2 separate regions of the Zea mays genome follow, and region 1 is linked to region 2. The links are chromatin contacts, called in public Hi-C maps. All regions are on one chromosome and are shown on one strand. Each heading gives the region's core, a stretch centred on a gene start, on an enhancer-like site or on the middle of the called end of the contact. The rest is flanking DNA. Distances are from core to core; before and after follow the strand shown.

Region 1 (5,820 bases), core at 2,278-4,777, 310 kb before region 2:
AAAACTTTAAAAAGGAATAAAATGAAGGGACTAAACATTAGTCCCTAGAAACCAAACACCCCCTTAAGGAGAAGTGACTTCATAGCATTTTTAGAAACTGGTCCCAACTTCCTCTGATCTCAGTTTATTTCAGAAAGGAGAAAACATGCCCCAAGTATTGTCAGTCTGAAAAACAAGCCATCAGCTGGCTTTTACAAAGGATGCTGATCAGTACCTGCTGCAGAAGAACAGTATTGTCCCCCTCAAACGTTTGGAATATATCATGGTCATTGCGCAGAGCTCCAAAACGATTTACAGCAGCATAGCCATGGCCACCACAGGCTTCTCTACATACGCTTATAGACTTGGCTGTATATGAAGTTATGTAGGCTTTCAACCCAGACGAAAGAACATGCACGTCAGCAATAAGGTCCTCATCGTTGGTTTTCTTCATTTCCGAGTACTTATCCACTAACTGCACCGTGGCGAAGTGAAACGCATACGACGACGCTAACATGGGCATCAGTTTGTGCTGGTGAGACTGATAATCCAACACACTGATCTCGGGCTGCTTAGGTGGACCGAATTGGTGGCGCAGCAGAGCATACCTCACAGCGATCGTTACTGCGACTTTGAGAACACCCACAGAACAGTAAGCAATGCCAACTCGTCCACCGACAAGCTCCCCAAGGGTTGCTGCAAATCTTTTGTTAATTGTGGGCAGACTGCTCGTGTATTTCCCATCCCGTGACACATCACCGAACCGATTAAGAAGATTGTCTCTGGGTATCCTAACTGAGCGGAACCTCAGCGCACCATTGTCTACACCATTTAGGCCGATCTTGTGCCCACAGTCATTGATCTCGATTCCAGGAAGAACAGCGTGAGTTTCAAGGTCCCGTATGGGGACGATAAACGCGTGGATGCCCATATCAGCAGCCTCCCCTCCTTTTCCTTGAAGGGGTAAAATTAACCTTGCAAAGACAGTAGCAAATTTTCCATGAAGCGCAGCATTGCCGATCCACCACTTAATAGCTCCATCATTTGGAGTGTTAATAATGAACTCATCAGTGACAGGATCAAATGTAGCGGTAGTCTGTAGGGCTTGGACATTCGATCCTATTTGCGAGAAAAGAACACAACAGTGCGTTAGGTGCTGGGTACAAGCCCTACTGTGTGCCATTCAAAATAAACAGAACACAACAGTATTGAGACACTGTAGCTGCACTGTACATTGATAAATTGCTAAGCAAAATAATAGAGACAGCACCAATTATTGGATAATAAATAAATATAAGTGGAGAACCTAACCATGATGTAGTTCTGTCATTGCGAAACAGCCTGGATAATCCAAATTGTCAATTCCATCAAAGTACTTATCTCTGTGCTTTTTGGTTCCTAGATTTATGACAGAACCACCCCAGAGACTGCATTAGCAAGGAGGTAAAGTTAGTACTATATGAGAGACTAAGACTGCTATCAGATAGAGAGTACATAGCTGGCTACAAAATTTAATCTAGAAGGACACTTTCACAAATTCGAATATGTTGAAATGTACAACTGATAATATATGGCGACAGAGTTTGGATCTGGGCCCATCATCAAAAGAAACAAAACCATATAGCTGAGATAAGAAGTGTCCATATTGATTGTGATTTCAAGGCAAGTGATTGATTGTTATCATCTGTCTGATGAATTGAATGCCTGAAAAACAGCCGCAGCAGGAACTTCTCCAAAAGCAACCTTCAACTGCTCAAGTACATTTTTGCATGGGATTGAGTTGAACAAATCATTGTCCTGAATAATTAATGCATCTTTATGATAATATGCTAAGGCTGGTGCCAGTGCGGGCGGCAGCGCGGGCGAGAAGAGGCCGCTGCCGCCCGCGCGCGGGCGATAGGCGGGCGAGAGGCCGGCGCCGGGCGATGGCGCTGGCGCCCGGCGAGAGCGGGCGATATCGCCTCGCTCTCGCCCGCGCTGGAGCGCCCGCCCGGGCGAGAGGGAGGCGAGAGGGAGGCGAGGCACTGGCGGGGCGAGAGCGCGGGCGAGAGCGACGTGGCGCGATCTGATTGGTCCACGTGTCGCGATCTGATTGGTCCACGTGTGCTAGCCGTTGCAACTAGCCGTTTTTGACCGTTTGGAGTCCAAAAAATTCGAAAAAAATTGCAAAAAATCACAAATTTCATCCCCAATCCCTCTATATATACCCCTACCGTTATGTAATTTTATTTTAATTATCATGTCATTTTATTTTAATTATTATGTACTTTGTAATTTTTAATTCAATAAAAAATATTATGTTGTGTGTTTTCTGAGCGTTGAAATAAATCCGCGTGAATTACTTAATTCTGAAATAGAAAAGCTGACGTGGCTATAGCCTGAGGCTGTAGCCTGCTGCAGCCTGTGCACTGGAGCAGCAGGGGCGAGAGTGGAGGCGAGAGCTGACGTGGCAGGGGCGAGAGGGAGGCGGTGCACTGGACTCAGCCTAAGCATGACCTCATTCACAAAAAGGAAACTGAAATCCTACGTACACCCAAACCAAAAAGTTTTATCGCAATAAAAGAAGGGGAAATAATGGAGAAGAAAACGAGCTCGAACTGTGTTTTCATAAACCCTGTCACTGAGAACCCCTCGCACCAATACAGGTGAGGCAAAGCATCCTTAGAATCCTTTTGAATGCGACAACGGATTGCATGTGAGCTCTATAAAGAAAAGGTTGCTAGGTGTCTGTAGAGACAGCTGGATCGGTTAATTGACCCATAAGTTAGGTAGCATGGTCTACGTACCCTGTCCCCTACGATCTTCGGTCATGTTATACTGAATTGCATACTTGAACACAACCAATGAACACCGCTGATAACTAAGTAACTAGCACCAACGAACACTGGTAACTAACGCCATCACCTACCGACATGAAACACGCGGAGTCTGGAATCATCGCCTATCAATTGAAGCATGCAAACTACTCTACAAAAGCAAAGCAGTGAAGAGCTCAATGTATCACGGAGGCGCGCGATCCTGCTAGCAACGGACCTGTACTGGACGCCGAGCTTGACGCCGAGGGAGATGTCGGCCCCGCCGGCGGCCTCCATGACGGCGAAGTACTCGGCGGGGTCGGTGGCCATGAGCGTGAGCGGGCGCACCCCGGCCTCGCGCACGAGCGCGCGCAGCTGGCGGTAGCAGAGCTCGCGGTGCGCGGCCGTGGGCAGCTCGACGGGCGTCTGCAGGTCGGGGCGCGCCCGGAAGAAGTCGAACAGCCGCATCTGCGCGGCGCGGTGCCGGCCGCGGAGGTACGCCGCGAGCGCCGCCGCCACGTCCGCGCCGCCCTCGACGCGGCGCGCGCACGCCGCGAGGGCCAGCGGCTGCTGGTGGCGGTCGGCCGGGGCCGGGGCGGGCTGGAGGAGGTGCAGGGAGAGGCGGCGGAGGCGGCGCGCCGCCGCCGATGACTCCTCTCCCGCGGCGGATCCGGTTGCCATGGGCGCGCCCGTGGAGGTGCAAGTGCAGGTGCTCGACGAAGTCGCGGGGGCGGAGGCGGAGGCGTGCGCGCGAAGGGAAGTGGAGCCTGGGAAGCGGTGCCGTTACGGTTCGTCCTTAATAATGGGGGTATCGGACTCGGACGCGGGCTGGTCCCTGGAAGTTTTATAGTTTTTCATTTATGCCCTTGTGTTGGGTTTGGTTGCTAGTTTGTATTTACGGTTGAGTCCTCATTGGGGTGCTCGATGTAGATATGTATTTGTTAGAGGATGATTTTGGGAGATTCCGTACGAGTCTAGGACGGTGAAGGCAGGCAACGACGACGGGATATGGAGGTGACGTGTCGGCGCATGGACGGTGATGTGGAGATAAGGCTCGGCGGATGGAATTTGAAATAGCGTATGACCCTGATGACATGTGGGACCAAAAAAAGCCGTGGTGCGTCTTGGGTCCACATATCAGGGATATATAAGGGCTGAGTGCGTATCTTGCCGTGTTTCTTGGCTTTTGTATGGGGTTTGGGCTTTGGAATATGTGCAAACGGTCAGCCTCACGTCTCTCTGGTCCGAACCAAACACAGCTCAGGCTGAGCCACAAGTGTGTCGGGTCATGTTAGACTTTGGCTCGTTTGGTTCATGTCCTCCGAGGCAATTGATCCCGGTTCCAGGCGCTCCAAATGCCTCCTAGGTAGCTGATCTCAGTCTCAAGCGCTCGAAATTAAACACCTGAGAGCGAGAGTTGCCTGGGCTAGAGAAGTTTGGCCACCGGTAAACAAAATAGCCCTTTAGGGCTACTTCGGTAACCTCGAATCTCTTTTGGGATTGAATGAAATTGAGGTGAAAATGAACCAATTTCCTTTCCAACCCCCTTAGGGTGTGTTTGGTTGCGGGATAGCCAGGACAGGGATGCCTTATGATGTTCTCTCCTATCCCTCCAATTTTAAGGGATAACTGAGGACAACACAGGGATAGTCCTGTTCAAACCCTTGACTCCGAACTAAACAACCTTATTTGAGGGATCGTCTCATCCCAACGTTTGGTTGTGGGATAGCCAGGACAGGGACGTCCCTTGGCGTCCTCTCTTGTCCCTCCAATTTTGAGGGATAACTAAGACAACACTGGGATAGTCCTGTCCCAACCATTGACCCTGAACCAAACAATCTTATTTGAGGGATCGTCATGTCTCATCTTATCCCGAAGGGGGTTTGAGTTTCCAAACTAGCCCTTAGTGTACGTTTGAATGCATCAGAACTAAAAGTTAGTTGGCTAAAAAGTTATTAATGAAATTAGCTAGCTAACTATTAGCTTATTAGCTAAAAGTAGATAATAGTAGATTGTATGCATATCTTTAGCTAATTTTAACAGTTAATAATTAGCTCTAGCGTATTTCAAACATGGCCTTAGTACATACCCATGTCCTAGTATAAAAAGGTGTAATCACCTTTTCTTCTAGACCCATAAAGCATGCTCATTCTAAACATACGCGTGTCGATGCTATAATATAGAGAAAACTAAACATATTTCTTGGTCTTTGAACTAAAGGTGGTTACGCCATTAGTAGGCGAAGACCGAACACACCCTCAATCAACCGAACGAAGACCCGATTCTGTCCTAACGGTTTTCACACAGATCCATGCGCGAAGGGGCCTTTAGCGAAGGCATCCTTCGCGGCTGACAGAATGCCATGGAAAGACCACGTCATACGAAGGTGTCACACCCGGATTTAAGGGATAAAGCCGGGTGCATCTCATACATGCGCCAAAGAAGACAACATATATAATAACAGAGTGTATAGAGATAAATATCACAATAATAAGAGTATTTATTACATAGCGGAAGTTTTACAAAATAGAAGATAAATATAAAAGGATCTAAAATCCATCCTTGGCGCCAGAAAGTCAACTGGGAGACGCCACCTAAATCGAATCGAACTCCTCATTATGCGGCTCCTCTTGAACCACCTGTACTTCTCCTGTGGGGGGGTGTGAGACAGCAAGGGTGATGTCACACCCGGTTTTGGAAGGTAAACCGAATGCGAACCATGTACATACCAGGATCAGAAACTCACGTACACAGCGATTACATAATTAGACATCATCACACAATGCTCGAAATAAATAGCGGAAAGGTACTTTTATTACATCAAGATGTCCAAGACATCCACAGAGTCTAATACATAACCATTGTTCAACATTTACCCCATCAATGTCACAGACCAGAAAATGGAAATCCTTGCAAATACATTTCACTGCAAAATTGGATCAATGCCTTTCACTTATTTAGGGCTTCCCTTGGGCCTTCAAAGACCCAACCTGGGTGCTTTTCTTCCTCTTATCCAGAAAATTGAAAAAAGACTTGCGTCAACCTC
Region 2 (5,706 bases), core at 2,194-4,693:
GTTTAGAATTGTCAAACCTGATAGGTTTCCAAACTCCGGAGGAATCCCTCCAGTAATGTTGTTGTTATCCAGTATCCTGAAACCATAGTTATGTAGCAAGCAGCAAATTTATTCATCTAGTATGGGGACATAATGTTTTGTACTATTGGACATATTTTCAGGGGCACCAAATGTTGGGCACTCAAAAGAATACATGGGGAACTTACAGCTGCTGTAAAGTTGTTAGCTTTGCAATGCTGGGTGATAAGGATCCTGTTAACCCTGACGAGCTCAAAATTCTGCAAACTCATAATGAGAAACTAAGCAAATAGTTTTGTGAACACAAGTAGTCAAGTACACAGCATCACAAGCTTATAATAGTAGGCAAACTAGGAAAAAATAGAGCATGAAACTATTCAATTCAAACGAAATCTCTTCTCCTTTACAAATGGTGGGGTTTAATCACTTTGGACATAGTCAACTGTTAGAATTGAAGATTTCCTTCTGTTCAATGACCATAATGGCATAATGTGAATTTTCTACCTTTTTGGCAGTAATTCAGTTCAAAGTGTAGAAAGTTGAGATGAATGGGCTGAACTTACATTGTTGTGACTTTGTTATCTTGGCAATTAACATTGGCCCAGTAGCAGGGGCTCATTTGATTATCCTTCCAATCACTAAGGACACCACGTTTGTCACCAAGTTGCGTCCTCATTTCAACCAATGCTTCGACTGCAGACAAAACAGTCTTATTTGTGGGGTCCCAAGGTAGGCTCAAGTTCTCAAAAAGTGGTGAAATACTTCCTACTGAATCTAGTCAGTGCTTTCACATGCAATCTGGAATCTCTGTAGCAGTTAATATATTCCCAATACAATGCTCAGATTTGGACACAGCTAACATACATGCACTCTTGTGACCAATTGGAATTTCTCCTGTAAACATCTGGGAATCTGGCTATCTTTGAAAAAAGTTAACAAAGGCTTCAATTGCAACCATATATTGACGCTTGGCTGGGCGGCTGTCAGGTTGGAAGGCCTGACCTACTAACTAAGGAAGGCCACATGATTTTAGTGCAACATGTGTTAACCCTGATGCTGGTGTATTTGGTAATGGCCATCGACCTCCCTTCATGGACCATTAAGGCAAATGGCAAAATAAGGAGAGGTTTCCTCTGGCAAGGAAAGACAGATGCAAAAGGTGGCCATTGTCTTGTGGCATGGACTAAATTGTGCCTCCCTAAAGAATTAGGTGGCCTGCGGATCTCCAATCTTCAAAATCTTAGTTCGGCTCTTAGGAGAGGTGACTTTGGTTGAAGAAAACAGATCCTAATTTTCGCTGGTCTCGTTTTCATATACCTGTACATAAATGTGCACAAGCTTTCTTCTCCATAGCAGTGGTTTCAGAGGTGGGCAATGGGGCAGCAACCCTGTTTTGGTCGGATAGATGGATTCAGGGTCAGAGAATTGCTGACCTTGCACCACAAGTCTTTGCAACAGTTCCCAAGATGAGAATTAGCAAAAGGACAGTACATGAAGCTCTTACTGATCACTCTTGGGTGATGGATATCTAGGGAGCTCTAACTTTTGGAGTTATTAATGAGTTTCTTAGTCTCTGGGATTTGCTCTCCGAGTTGGTGTTACAGCCTGGGATTGATGATGTCCATGTTTGGAGGGTTGTCTTGTGATGGCTAGTACTCCGCAAAATCGGCTTATGAAATCTATTTCAGGGAAGGGTGATCTTCAGATCATGGGAAAGGATTTGGAAATCTTTGGCCTCCTGGTAAATGTCGGTTCTTTGTGTGGCTGGTAATTCGGTATAGGTGTTGGACAGCTGATCAATTAGCAAAAAGAAATCTCCCACATCCTACAAGCTGTCCAGACTGTGGTCAAGCGGAGGAAACCATTAACCACCTATTGTTGGAGTGTGTCTTCGCTCGAGGGTTTTGGTTTAATCTGTTGCGAAGGGCTGGGCTGCAGGCTCTCACTCCTCATTCGGATGATAAATCCTTTGAAGTAGAGATAATCTAGTCCATAATACCAAATAATTTGTATGGCTCTGATGAAAGCTTGTCAGTCATAATCAAAGTTTCAGTTTATAAATACACATATATAAATTGCTTATCTAATTAATAAAGGGCACCTTATTTGGTGGAAACGTTAAAGCCATGGCCATACCTTGGAAGTCGACAGCAAGAGCAAGCGATGCCCGCTGGCATCGCAACAGAAGGAACACAAAAGCTAACAGCTTCATGCTTACTGAATCCATCATCACGTTTCTGTTTCAGGAACTGGTGCGTTGCTGGATCCGTTTTACTTAAAACAGAAAGAAAAGCCCTTGCGAAGTGGAATGGACGCTAGACTGCTGCACCAAGGAAACAGAGCGTGTAAGAGGACAGCAAACATAGAAGAATGGTTCAAAACACACAAAGGAGACTTCATTCGGCATGGTTCCAAAAAAAAAAAAAGGTTTGTATGTGTGAAATGAGTCTTTTGTGTGGTGCTCAATAGTATCCAGAAGTTTCCTCCCATGCATTTCTCACAAATTAAAAGGAAACTTCATTCGGCACCTAAATAGGCTGTGAGTACAGGATCCGGATCGAGTGAGGTTATCCTTATCTAAATGGGACCTAATGACCCTACAGACCTTGTGGATTACTACAGCCAGCCCCTATATTTCCATAGTACATGACAAAAGCCTCCCCTCCTTTTTTTTATTATTTAGTAATCACCGAAGTGGAAATGTGCAGCGAAGTGGAGTCGCTGCCAGTTGTGCCAGAGAGCATCAAAGTCCAGTAAGCATGTTTCTGTCTACTCCTTTTTTTAGCGCCTACGTAGCAACTTCCGAAAGGTCAGTTCCTACTCTGTTTCAAGAACTAGGGATCATGCTATGCGGTGCAGGTGGAACTTTCTCACTCATTTACTGTCCGTTTTGCTATGCAGGTGGAAAGAAACTTGGGGTCGCTAGAGGCAGCGTTCTCCTGTTCGGAGTAGTGTTTGGGCTGAAACAAAGCTTGTTGTTTGCAGCTATGCTTCCATTGGTTTCGCCACAAAAGGCAAGCAAGCAAGAAGCACAGGCGGCAATAAGGCCAGAAGCACAGGGGTGGGGGGAACCGCTCTAATGGCGAGCAAGCAATCAAGAGTCAAGCAAACAGATACTGGGAAGACGAAGACGACGGTGACGAGAAGAAGTCAACGAGGCAATAATTGTACGTGAGCAAAGCAACTGAGCTTGCGGTTGCGGCAAGGAAGAACTGGCAATCCAGCACCAGCAGCAGCAGTGAAGCGAACAGATGCTCAGAGAAGAGAAGAAGCCGAGCAAGCACACAGCAGGGAAGACCGGCAAGCTAGAACTTACCAAGAGAAGGAGAAGCATCAGGCCCACCCCAGCTTCCTCGAACTCTGTCGGGACAGGGAAAGAAAGAGGAGAGTGGAGAGAAGTATCAGCACTGAGAGACTGAGAGGGTGTGAAGACAATGGAATGGTCAAAATTTATCGGAGCGCTCACTGGATCGCGCGCGAACGGCTTGGATTGGCTGCCGTGCAGTACAGATTCTCCATCCACTTGATTGATATATCTGAACCGTCCGCTTGTAATCCTAGGGCTGTCGATGCTGAGGCTCACGTACCCATATCAGCACGGAGATCTATCTTTAGCATACTAAATTAGCCCACTAGTAGGTCTTCTAATATCATAACATGGCCCTACACCCTCCTTTCCATATTAGGGGTACATACAATATATGTCTTGAGCTATATCTTCGAGTGTATCTAAGAGAGTAAATGTAAAAAAACGTAAAAAAAAACTCAAGACACGTATCTTAACAAAGACACTGTGTCTTGGCTCTATGTTCGAGACAAGAGACTAGCTGATCAGTCAATTTAATGTATTGAATGCTCTGATTGGTGCAATGAATATAGCAAGACATATGTTTTAGACACGCTCACTGTATTATATTGTGTTTTAGTTGTGCCTTATACTTGGAGTACCGTGCAGCAGTGTTAGGGTTATACATGCTCTTACACCATCTGTTCTCACTTTTTCGAGGAGTCAATCATTTTTAACTTTGACTAAATATACATAAGAAAATACTAATATTTATAGTACATAATTAGTATCGATAGATAGGTATTTTGATCTGTTTTTGCAGTAAAATTACTAGAAGGAAAGAAAGGAGGTGAGGATGATCACACTGTTCTGGGACAGAGTTTGAATGGTACAAGATCAAATGCTTTTGAACGGAGAAAGTGCCATCTTTTGAGCGCAAGACTTGTTAGCAAAAAAAACAGAGCAAGTTGAGTACACTATTCAGAAAACAGGGGGGGTGGCTGAGTAAATTGTTTAAGACGACTATGCTTCCTAGAGATGGCAATGGGTACCCGCGACCCGATACCCGATGGGTATTTACTCCATTAGGGTATGTATGTGGGCTAAATATTCTACCCGTGGGTCTGTTATTGGGCAAAAATCTTCACCCAATGGGTAAACGGGTATTAGAACGTTCTGCCTTCACCCATACCCGTTAACCCGTGGGTATAAAATACCCAATATAAACTTATCTGAAGCATGAACTTGGACTTCAGTCATCCAACTTTTTTACTATTTAACAACAATTTAATGACCATGTAATGTGCTATGTAGTACTATCACAGTGTTACTACTTTATCCAATTATCTTTGGTGTGTTGAATGGATGGTTAAATGATGCTAGAAAATTTTGTAATGGTATTTATATGGATATACTTGCTATTTGTATAGTATAATATTTTGATAGTTGTTTAATTTTTGTGGGTACGGGTGACCCGATGGGTAACCCATACCCACATGGGTATGGGTATGGGGGTAAATCCATACCCGCCAGCGTATATGGGTAACCCGGTGAGGTTATTTTTGTGTCGTGGGTATGGGTATGGGGTAGTAATACCCGGTGGGTATTTACCCATTGCCATCTCTAATGCTTCCCCTCCCCATTGACTAGCTAATGGGCATGCCGACGTGGATTCAACCATGGCAGAAGAAGTTTTTTGTTTAACACGGCTTAGAATCAGTGGAGCAAGTGAACTAAGCTGCCTGCGTGCTAGATATATATATATATATATATATATATATATATATATATATATATATATATATATATATATATATATATATATATATATATATATATATATATATATATATATATTTCTTGAAGAAAAACTAGCGAGTAGCTAGCGACACTGTCAGTCTACCTGCTGCTGATGTTAGCTAGCTCATCATTATTCTTCACTGAAAACAACAACGATACGGATACGTGTGGATATGACAGATTACAGGTCGTCGTCAGTCTTCTTCTGCTCCTGGCACTAAAGGGTGTTGGGTGTACAGTTTTTAGCAACCGCAAATTGCCCAAGTAAACAAGTAGCGACCTATGGTTGCGACGTTCCGTGCTGCATAATATAATACACACACATAGTATAGACAAAGAGTGCTTTTGACCCTCTCTGAAACCCGGCCTGTCCATCAGAGAGCTTTCACTGAAACTTCAACATATGTCAAGCATACTGTACTGCTGCTTTTTTTTCCCCTCAGTTTTCTTTCTGGACGATTAATTAGACTGACAGTGAGATATTAGTATGAAGAATGATACTGCTATAAGTATTACCGAGTATCAAAGGCTACTCCTCGCTGTATCAGTTGAAAATGTTCTATCGATTACTGCCAAAGTTAATCCATTCCGTGCCACTTCTG

What was found. A called contact is a pair of places that touch in the nucleus more often than the background predicts.
Region 1: a Hi-C map of root tip shows a contact between it and region 2, with 3 times the contacts expected there. The contact joins the promoter of LOC103652794 here to the promoter of LOC100280511 in region 2. A contact is called at or near these places in 7 of 25 Hi-C or Micro-C datasets (bundle sheath, ear, leaf and 2 more) and 1 of 3 datasets of contacts at active chromatin or transcription factors (leaf).

Annotation. Positions count from the first base shown.
Region 1 is chr4:7,435,781-7,441,600 of Zm-B73-REFERENCE-NAM-5.0, reverse strand. It overlaps LOC103652794 (acyl-coenzyme A oxidase 2, peroxisomal), which reads right to left and starts at 3,527. Exons shown (of 7, transcript NM_001363512.1): 1 at 3,013-3,527; 2 at 1,291-1,406; 3 at 215-1,098. The coding sequence starts at 3,455.
Region 2 is chr4:7,130,617-7,136,322 of Zm-B73-REFERENCE-NAM-5.0, reverse strand. LOC100280511 (BRASSINOSTEROID INSENSITIVE 1-associated receptor kinase 1) reads right to left here and starts at 3,443. Exons shown (of 12, transcript NM_001153431.2): 1 at 3,335-3,443; 2 at 2,155-2,341; 3 at 582-711; 4 at 207-278; 5 at 1-76. The coding sequence starts at 2,248. LOC118476862 (a long non-coding RNA gene) reads left to right here and starts at 2,338. Exons shown (of 2, transcript XR_004857668.1): 1 at 2,338-2,827; 2 at 2,920-3,600.